Linked DNA regions of Zea mays: region 2 is linked to region 1. A link is a contact called in public Hi-C data. All regions are on one chromosome and are shown on one strand. Each heading gives the region's core, a stretch centred on a gene start, on an enhancer-like site or on the middle of the called end of the contact. The rest is flanking DNA. Distances are from core to core; before and after follow the strand shown.

Region 1 (4,979 bases), core at 2,350-4,849:
ATAGAAGGGCATTTAGCAGGCATTTGACACAGATAAAGCCATTTTGACAGCATGTAAATACTGATTTGTGATTAACATACATATACAAATCTCATCAGGTCTGCATCCTACTAAAAAAATAACATATAGCTAACGACTGAGGAATGGTGCACCTGTATGGCCCGTCTCCAACGAAGGCAATCCTTGCTCCTGGGAGCCTCTCCATAACCCTGTATTTTGACCAAAGTAAGCAAAACTCCTAATGATATGACAAAAGATACGACCTGCAGACAAGTAACCCATGAAAGGTGCAACCAAATTGAAATGCTTGTTTGGTTAAAAAGCAATATGATATGATTTATGCTGTGTATGCGCAAAGCTAAAAGGTCAAGCCAAAGTAAACTATGCTGACTTATGGAAAGCTGACAATACTGACAAAATAGAGTCAAGCAATTTTAAGTTCCAGCAGCAACACCAAAACATGATAGCTCATTAGCTTCTGTAGGAATTGTAGCCAAAAAATGATGGATGAAAATCTATACCACAAGGATGCTATGAATAATCACATTGAGTTTGGTTACTCGAGTTCATGCTGATGAGTGGTTGCACCTCCTGTATAAAGTAAAAAGCTCACCTTTTCAGAAAATCCAAATTTTTTTCACGTCCAAAACGGCCCACATGTATTACCAATGGTTTTTCTGGTTCACCACCACTAATGGGAGAGGAAAAGAAATTGTGTTATTCCATGTTAACACTCTGTTATTAAAAATTGAAGCAAGCCGTGATACCTCAATCTGACACGCATTTCGTGCCTCCGATATTTAGTATGAAAGCTTTCAGAATCTACACCCTTATTCCAAAGCCGTATTCTGTTTGCTGAAGAAGCATGGAAGGTCATGTTTAGCATGGATAGAGGGATCAAAAATAAAAAACATTAATAATATTGTCACTACTTAACCTGGCACTACTTTAGCGGTTTCAAAGTCTTCAGCAATAGCTAATGAAGGAACTAGAGTAAGATCTGCTGATCTGTGGAGGCACCCTTTGAAAACAAAAGAGATTCAGCACGCAGTAATGAAAAACCATTAAGTTTTTATAGACCACTTTTCATTTGCTGAGAACAAAATAGGAGTGACAATATTGTGGCTTACTTATAAAACTCCACGTGGGCTCAAGTAACCAATTTAAATTGTATCTCGGTATGTACCTGCAAGCCATAACAGCACATGAATTCAAAACCACAAAAGCGTTAACAGCCATGACATCGAATATTAAAATTTGTAATGGAAATAAATGATACAACCCAGCTGATGTGTACTAGAAAAATGAAAAATGTTCAATCATTGTTCTATCATATCAGAAGCAGAAAGTGAGTTCATTGATTTCCTCACACATACATCTATGTGGGAGTTCCTTTGTTTTGTATTGCGACAAACCTGTACTGGATCTATGTCCACACTCCACATGCACTATACCAATTAAGCTCTGCAGCATTGCACCTGAGGTTCTATGACCACATATGATTGGCACAAACAGATTTGTCTCATGGTATCACCGGCTCACCACAGGTTCATAATGCCTGCCCAAAACTATGTTTGAGTCTATTTCAGGACACATTTTGTTGAACTGATTTACTGAGAATTCTCCATATCAGCCAGAACATTGTTTAGGAAACTCGTTATTCAATTCTACCTGAAATGAATTTACATGCAGAACATTCTCTAATGTGATATCTACATGTACAACAAGTGAATGACCCCTCGCCAACATATTCAAAAGACTATTAGTTAGTATAATCTGAATGGTCAACTGGCTAGATTTTTTGCACAAAAAGTGGCCAAAACATTGTTGATGATTATATGCAAGTACACAGAACATAAAAATGAAAAATATTGACCCCACAGGGATCTGTATCCTACAATGATGGCAACTCATTCTATGAAAAAAAATCAGATGCTAGACAAACAAGGTATAATTGAACTTCCAAAGCTGATCACTACTTTGAATGTTTGAAAGATCTGTACCTAGTTAGATCATACATGGAAACAAACTCATGTTGCGTCAAAAGAATATCATTTCAACAAAAGGGACTCACGCTGGAAGATGTGTGTGATAAGACATCAATATTGGAACCGATATCATTTTAGCTATAGCCAGAGCACCGAGAACCTGTAATCACATAAGGTAATGAGCAAGGCAAAAACATTTGAAGTAGTATAATACTTCGGGTATGCATTGATTACCATAATTCCAGGTGATGTCGCATGGATTATGTCTGGCTTGAATTTATTCACCTCAGAAAATATTCTGGGGCTCAATGCCAGCGAGAGTGGAACATTTTGGTACAGAGGACATGGAAAGCTGAAAAGGAGGGTTTTAGGAAACAGAAATAGCAAAACGATAAAATCTTCCAAAAAATTGAATTTTAATACCGATCCCAAAATTAGACAATGAAACGGAACAGATGCCATGCATAATCAATTTCAGTGTGTGATGTGCAAGTCTAAACTAGAACGCCAAACGATTACAAAGATCATTTACACCTTGTCTCTCTTTTGCTTCAACAAAGGAATAATCTATTTCAAAGTGAATCAAAAAGTGTGCTTTCAGTAAGGTTGTTATTATTATGCACTATTGGTATTGCTAGAGAGGGTGAAGGTAGTCTATGTTGGGTTGCAGATTACCTCCAAGAGCCAATGACCTTTGCACCATGGAACTCCTCAGGAGCTCCCTTGTGTGTAGTCACCACCAATACCTAAACCAAGAAGCGCAGATGACGACCATAAAGTGCAGATGAAGTGAATTGTGGGTGGAAATATGGTCATGAACAAAATCTCATACATATACTGCACTAAACGCGAATTCTGGAATAATAATATGGTCTTGAAGAAACACTCATACATATAGTATAGCACTCTTTCTTAGACAAAGAAGAACGAGTTGATACCTCATCGCCCATCTCTCGTAGATGCTTGATGAAGTTCTGAAACCGATTCTTGTAGCCGGAAATGTAACTGCAAAACCGGAAGCCATTAACTTAGCAGTGCTTAGATAAAAAAATTGCAGGTTTGACCATGACCAATCACTATCTTATTGGCCCAGTGCCTACACGCCGATCCGATCTACTCTAATCTCACTAGCAGCTGAATGTCTGGGGGGAGAAGGCTGAGACTAACGCAAAGGGCGACGGCTCGACGAAGAGAGCAATGCGGCGTGGCTTGGAGCTCCACTCGCCATCCGCCTCCTCGGTCTGCAACAGCGGCACCTGCACCTCCCCTGTCTGCGACATCCTCCTCCGAAGCGAGCGATCCCCGGCCGCAGTCCACCGCACGAACTAAACGCAGCCTGCTTCGCTTGTGCCGCTCAAGCGCGTGCCGCGGCTGCCCTTGTCCTGCACTCCTCCTGCTTCCTCCCGGGTCGTCCGCTCCCTCCGGCGCCCGTCCCCCCGCCTGCCGCTTGACTTGCAACCCACGCAGGCAGGCGGCGGCGGCGGCGCGCGGAAGCAGCTTCACGGCAACGCGCGGGCGCGGGCGCACTCAACAGCAGCACCGGGACGCGACGGGGCGCGCGTGGGGGAAGCGCGACGACGACGGCGGGACGTGGTTGTGGTGGACTGGCAGTGGCCGGGCAGAAAAAAAAAGTGGTGGAGACAATTAGGACGAGCGAACGAATGAGCGAGCCAGAGCCAAAGGACAGCGGCAGACGGGGAATCGAATCGATTCTCTCCAGCTGCCGATCGAAATCAAGCCGGACACAGCCGTCGACGAGGGAGAAAATAACTGTCAAGGCTAAGGCCGCCGACCAGCCGTGGAATATGCTTTTCCCTGCCGTAGCGCCGCGGGTACAGATTTGCAGACGGCATACCTCGGCGCTAGACCACGTACGACATGCCGTGTCATCAAGTCATATTAAACTATGTACAACTAGTTTATTAAGTTTGGTAATTTAAATATTTAGAGTTATTATAAATCATACTATCAGATAATCTCTATGTCTCTCTCAAATCTCAAGTCTTATCACTACTAGAGCCTAACTCTCGGAAGTTAGTGAAACCGTCGAAAGTTGAAGTTAAGTGACCCCGTCGGAAGTTAACTCTCGGAAAAATTTGGTTGGAAGTTAGTCTAACTTCTTAGAGCCCTCTAGGAAGTTGTCTCTCGAAAGTTAGCACGTTCATGCTGTTTAGGCACAAGACACCGTCAGCCAGCTAACTTTCTACGACTTACTATAGCATCTAAGAATTTAGTCCGTTAATTTATCGTGGGAAGTTTGTTTTTTTGGTGTTGTGCAAATTCACTGACTACTATTCAAATTTACACTCGGATTCAACCACCACCAGCATCTTAAATTTGATCAAGCCATAGGTTTTTGAAGGATTCACGTGACAATGTGCTCTTTGTCTAACTATGTGTCGTTGATACATGTCAATGTCTCCACCATCTCGGAGGCCAAGTATTGTCGCCATGGTTCCTCAAGAGTTATAACTGTAAGACTAAAACAAGATTTCAAAGAAGTAGAGATATAACCTAATATATTTATCTGTCATAGAGAAAATTGAATATGTTAGTTTGTGCCCATGCCACTAGTTGAGCATATCAAACTTATCCTCAAAGGCAACAACCTTGTCATTATCAAGCTAAAATGTGAACTCAGGAAAACTAGGAGTCATAGATCTAAATGATAAAGTGCCAAGTGAAGGACCAACAACACTTGATCCTCCAAAATATTTGCCCATGCTTGCTCTCTCTCTTACATGTCAGTCATGATGGATGTGTGATCCTAGCTTGCCTAACTAAACCAAATTTGGTTTCATACTTGTAATATAACTAATACAATCCAGTTTTAACCTCACAAAACAGGCATTATATTTTTAAGCACAATATGCAAACCTCTCATCTTAGCCCTAGGGTTCAAGACAATGTAAATGAATATAAGTTATATATCCTTCCAGTACTTGAGAAAATTAAGTTTTATTGGACTACAACATCTCTAAGATTATTATC
Region 2 (4,965 bases), core at 2,452-4,951, 190 kb after region 1:
ACTCCGCTTCGCCCGACCCAGGGCTCGGACTCGGGCTCGGCCCCGGAAGACGGCGAACTCCGCTCCGCCCGACCCAGGGCTCGGACTCGGGCTCAGCCCCGGAAGACGGCGAACTCCGCTCCGCCCGACCCAGGGCTCGGACTCGGGCTCAGCCCCGGAAGACGACGAACTCCGCTCCGCCCGACCCAGGGCTCGGACTCGGGCTCTGTCCCAGAAGACGGCGAACTCCGCTTCGCCCGACCTAGGGCTCGGACTCGGGCTCAGTCCCGGAAGATGGCGAACTCCGCTCCGCCCGACCCAGGGCTCGGACTCGGGCTCAGCCCCGGAAGACGACGAACTCCGCTTCGCCCAACCCCAGGGCTCGGACTCAGCCCTGGCCTCAGCCGACGGTCTCCGCCTTGCCCGACCCAGGGGCTCGGACTCGACCTCGGCCTCGGAAGACAGACTCGACCTCGACCTCGGAGGAGCCTCCACATCGCCCAACCTAGGGCACGGACCGACCACGTCAACAGGGGGCGCCATCATTACCCTACCCCAAGCTGACTCAGGCTACGGGAAACAAGACCGGCGTCCCATCTGGCTCGCTCCGCCAAACAAGCAATGATGGCGCCCCACACGCTCTATGACGACGGCGGCTCTCAGCCCCCTTACGGAAGCAAGAGGACGTCAGCAAGGACTCGACAGCTCCGACAGCTGTCCCTCCGCCAAGCTTCAGCGGTCCTCCGACGGCCACGACACCACACGAACCGGGTGCCAAAACCTCTCCGGCTGCCACGATGGCATGTACTTAGGGCGCTAGCTCTCCTCCGCTAGACACGTTAGCACTCTGCTACACCCCCAATGTACACCTGGATCCTCTCCTTACGCCTATAAAAGGAAGGACCAGGGCCCTCTTACAGAGGGTTGGCCGCGCGGGGAGGAGGACGGGACAGGCGCTCGCGTGAGGCCGCTTGCTCCCTCTCCCACGTGGATGCTTGTAACCCCCTACTGCAAGCGCACCCGACCTGGGCGCGGGACAAGAACACGAAGGCCGTGGGATTTCCACCTCCCTCTCTCGCTCCGGCTGCCCTTTCTTCCCCCCTTCGCGCTCCGTCTCGCGCCGACCCATCTGGGCTGGGGCACGCGGCGACATTTCACTCGTCGGCCCAGGGACCCCCCGGTCTCGAAACGCCGACATTATTAGATTAACCAATAGGACTGACATATTATGTGTCGTTTCTATATGTGAAAATTATATTAAAAAAGGTTCTCATAATTTTTGCATTTTTCCATTGGTAACTTTTTTAAGAACTTGCATGGTTTTTGTAGACTATCTATAGGTTTTACAGAACTTTATGGCAGCAAGTTCCCATGTGTATAAGTGTTTGGATCATCTCTTCTGCATTTTAATCTAATTCTCGTTATGATACCTCCCAAATTTTAGGCTTGTGATCTGAGTCTTGGGTGTTGAGACTTGAATACTATTTTCATCTTGCACCATAAAGCATCTTGTAATCTGAATTTGCTAAGGTTTCATGGACCATAATTTCATTCTTAAGGAATGAATGGTTTGCAGTGTTATCTTTAGCATCCGAGAAGCATAAGAAATATTTTCTCCCTGTTGTGAATGAACTGTATATTTGCTTATAAAATCTCTCTTGGTGTTATGTACGTATGTACGAAGACCCTTTTATTAACATTCTGCTGTTTTATCGGCCCGATACATGTTGATTGACATATGATACCATTTATCTCAGTTGGCAAGACATGACATTGGCGCTTGATCAAAAGCGATGGAAGAAAGCTATTGAGAAAAAGCAACAGCGAGCTTAAGGTGAGCATATGTCATGTTCTAACTTTTTTTATAAAAGGGTCAGGTTCTAACTTGCTTATGCTTACAGGTCAACTAAATTGGCTTTTTTATCAGATGATGACAGTTGACATCGACCGTGTCATGTTCTAACTTTTTTTATAAAAGGGTCAGGTTCTAACTTGCTTATGCTTCCTCCTGTTTGCTACAGCTCATTATTCTTTCCTGCCCCTTGGGCCCCAGTTGGATGAGCATGTGTCTGGTCATCAATTCTGGCGCATGAAGTTTCAGAGTTTTCTATCTCTACACATAATGTATTGACTGAGGTTCTACTTTTGGTTTCCCTATGTAGCGTTAGAGCACTGTGAAAACGAATGAATTATGTTAAACTGCCCCCAATTTTTATGTTTGCTACATCCCAGATCCTCACATGACATTCATAATGATTCGTCTGTTCTTGAAATCTTTATTATCCTTTTTAACATGCTACTCCATCCGTTCCAAACTATAGTTCTTTCTGGCTTTTCTAGGTACGTAGCTTTTGCTACACATTTAGATATATATAGCTTTTAGTATGTATCTAGAAAAGCTAAAAGAACTTGTAATTTGGAACATAGGGGAGTACATGTTATCTTGCATATGCAGCATTGGTGTGATTGTGTACTCCAAATGAACTCAAACCCCTGGTATAGTATATAGTCGAACAATCTCAAGTTTAGCCAGGTTGATATAAAACAATATAAAAAATTTGAGGGTTTCTTCAGGCTAGGATTTAAGGGTTTTCTTATTTTTTTAATGTTTTAACAGATGAGATAGGTGCAGGTTCCAGCATGTCCTCGTTTTTTGTGACCACATACCTTCACGGTTCATGATGCATCATACCATCTCTTGATCGTACCGCAGGTACATTCAAGGTGCTCCTCTTCTGGGGAACTCCGCAGCTGCTTCTGATGAGATCCTCGCAGTTGACACTCCTTCAGAAGGAGGCGATGCTGTTATTGTCAGTAGCAGTGACAATTCTACATCTACTCCATCAGCTGTCTCGTGGCGAGCCCGGTTCGTTGGGCAAGGTTACAAGCAGGTAAAACACATCATTTCCCGTGGTTAAGGGAGGGTTTTATGGTTCAGTTGAGACAGTTTGCGGATCAAGTGTGAAGCAAAACCATTTGACATCAGATTCACGACCAGGTTTGTGGGCGAGCAGATGTGTGGGGTGACGGCGTTGTTCCTGAGATGGCAGCGCATCTGGACTACTTATCTATTAATTTCTTGAGAATTAAAGCAGGAGGTCTTGAATATTTGTCCTTAACAGTTTATATTGTCAGTTTTACAAGAGTAGATATCTCATTACAGATATCTCATTACACTGGTTGTTGTTCTTGGATTTGAAATTTCTGTTGGAGTTGTTGTCTGGAAATGATAAGAAAATATATATGTTGCTTATGTAAAGGAGAAGTGTAGAACAAAAAGGTCTCGACTTATAGTGAGTTCGTTTTCCCACTGTTCTGTAATCTTTCAGTTGGTTTGACCACGGTTGAAGGAATCTGATACTGCTACCGAGACATGAGAGACTATGCACGAGACATGTAAATTAATAAGACTCATACAAGCGCGGAACAGTGTGCTGATGGGGCATAAGGGTAACACATGCTCAGGTCTTAACATATTTGGTTTTCGAGTAAACTTTCTCTAGACCCCCAAGGAAATATAAGATCCGATTAGATATGTGTCGATGCCCATCCCAGCGTACTCCCGTTGCAACGCACGGGTCTAATTAATAGAGAAGAGGATTTGAATATGGCTCAATTTGTTTGTTTGTGTTGTTACCCCATCATGGGCCTATGGGGATTGGGCTGCCTGATCGTCCTGAAATAGTCCCAACACCGTGTCTGATTCATCATCACACTCTGCACGGCTGGAGTCTGAAGAGAGGTCGTCGTCTCGTTGGACAGCCGAACAACAGCCAGCAGTCCACATCAAGGTTCCTGAGTCTGCACTCTGCAGCCATGGGAACCATCGTCCACGGCGGGCGGAGCGGCATGATGAAGCAGCTCAACGTGGGGGGCAAGCTCTTCTCGCTGGAGGCAAGCTCCCTTTCCCTCCCCATGTCTATCGGTTCCCCTTCCCCTACCCCAACATTCGTGGACCGCGACCCAGCCCTCCTATCCGCCGTCCTCGCTGCCATCCGCTCCCCGTCCACCGCAGCGCCCGACTTCCCCGCGCGCGTCCTCCTCGACGAGGCCAACTTCTACGGCCTGCACGCCCAGCTCCTCGCTGCGCTATCTCCGCCGCCGCTCCGCGGCTTCTCAGCCTCCCTCGCCTCCACCCTCTGCCCCTCCTCCGAGCCCTTCTCCACCGCCCTTGCGCCGCACCACGACGGGTCACTATGCCTCGCCCATGGCGCCGGGCTGGTCACCTATTACTCCCCAGCGCTGGATCACCGCGCCACCATTCGGACCCACCTCCACCGCGTCACCTCCCTCCTGCAGCTGCCCTCCAGTCTCGCCGTCCTTGGGTCTGACTCCGCTCCTGGGCTTCACGTGTACGACTTTCTCGATGGCAAACATGTCGCCTCCGTTCAGTGGTCGGATCCCACTGACACTCGCACCAGCAAGGCGAAGGTCGTCGCCATTGCGGCCCGTCCTCCAGCTGATGCCGCCGATAAGAATTCACCGATCTTGGCAACGTTTGAGTGCCCTCATCGGGAAAACTGCATCATGGCTGTTGACCCTGTAACTCTGAAGCCTACACAGGAGATTGGCCGGCAAAGTGGTAGTGCGGCTAAGTCATCGGCACCAGGTCGAGTGGTGCACCTGCAGGCACTTGGTCTGGTGTTTGCGTCATTCGTTAGTTCCGGGGCATTTGGCTACTCTGGCTATATGAGGCTATGGGACATTCGGTCTGGGAATGTGGTGTGGGAGACAAGCGAGCCAGGGGGAGCTGGAAGAAGCAGTAGGTTTGGGGATCCATTTGCAGATGCAGATGTGGATGTGAAGCAGCAGGCAATATACAAGGTTTGCTCAAAGTCAGGAGATTTAGCAGTGGCAGACCTGAGATGCCTTGGCGATGACCCCTGGGTGTATATGTCATCAGGACCACGAGGGAGCGCAGGAGGCTATGGCAGTGTTCTGTGCTGTCACCGCTCTCAAGTTTTTGTCAGCCGAAAGGATGGATTG

Evidence for each region. Hi-C and Micro-C count contacts between places; a contact is called where the count stands out from the background.
Region 2: a Hi-C map of tassel shows a contact between it and region 1, with 3 times the contacts expected there. The contact joins the promoter of LOC100304244 here to the promoter of LOC100283642 in region 1. A contact is called at or near these places in 4 of 25 Hi-C or Micro-C datasets (ear, leaf and tassel) and 2 of 3 datasets of contacts at active chromatin or transcription factors (leaf and seedling).

What each region holds. Positions count from the first base shown.
Region 1 is chr9:146,718,250-146,723,228 of Zm-B73-REFERENCE-NAM-5.0, forward strand. LOC100283642 (glycosyl transferase, group 1 family protein) reads right to left here and starts at 3,600. Exons shown (of 11, transcript NM_001156543.1): 1 at 3,156-3,600; 2 at 2,927-2,993; 3 at 2,664-2,734; 4 at 2,223-2,340; 5 at 2,075-2,148; 6 at 1,131-1,186; 7 at 938-1,021; 8 at 768-855; 9 at 614-691; 10 at 153-209. The coding sequence starts at 3,268.
Region 2 is chr9:146,905,843-146,910,807 of Zm-B73-REFERENCE-NAM-5.0, forward strand. LOC100304244 reads left to right here and starts at 3,702. Exons shown (of 1, transcript NM_001165689.1): 1 at 3,702-4,965. The coding sequence starts at 3,796. LOC111590112 (a long non-coding RNA gene) reads left to right here and starts at 1,659. Exons shown (of 2, transcript XR_002749197.2): 1 at 1,659-1,813; 2 at 2,001-2,229.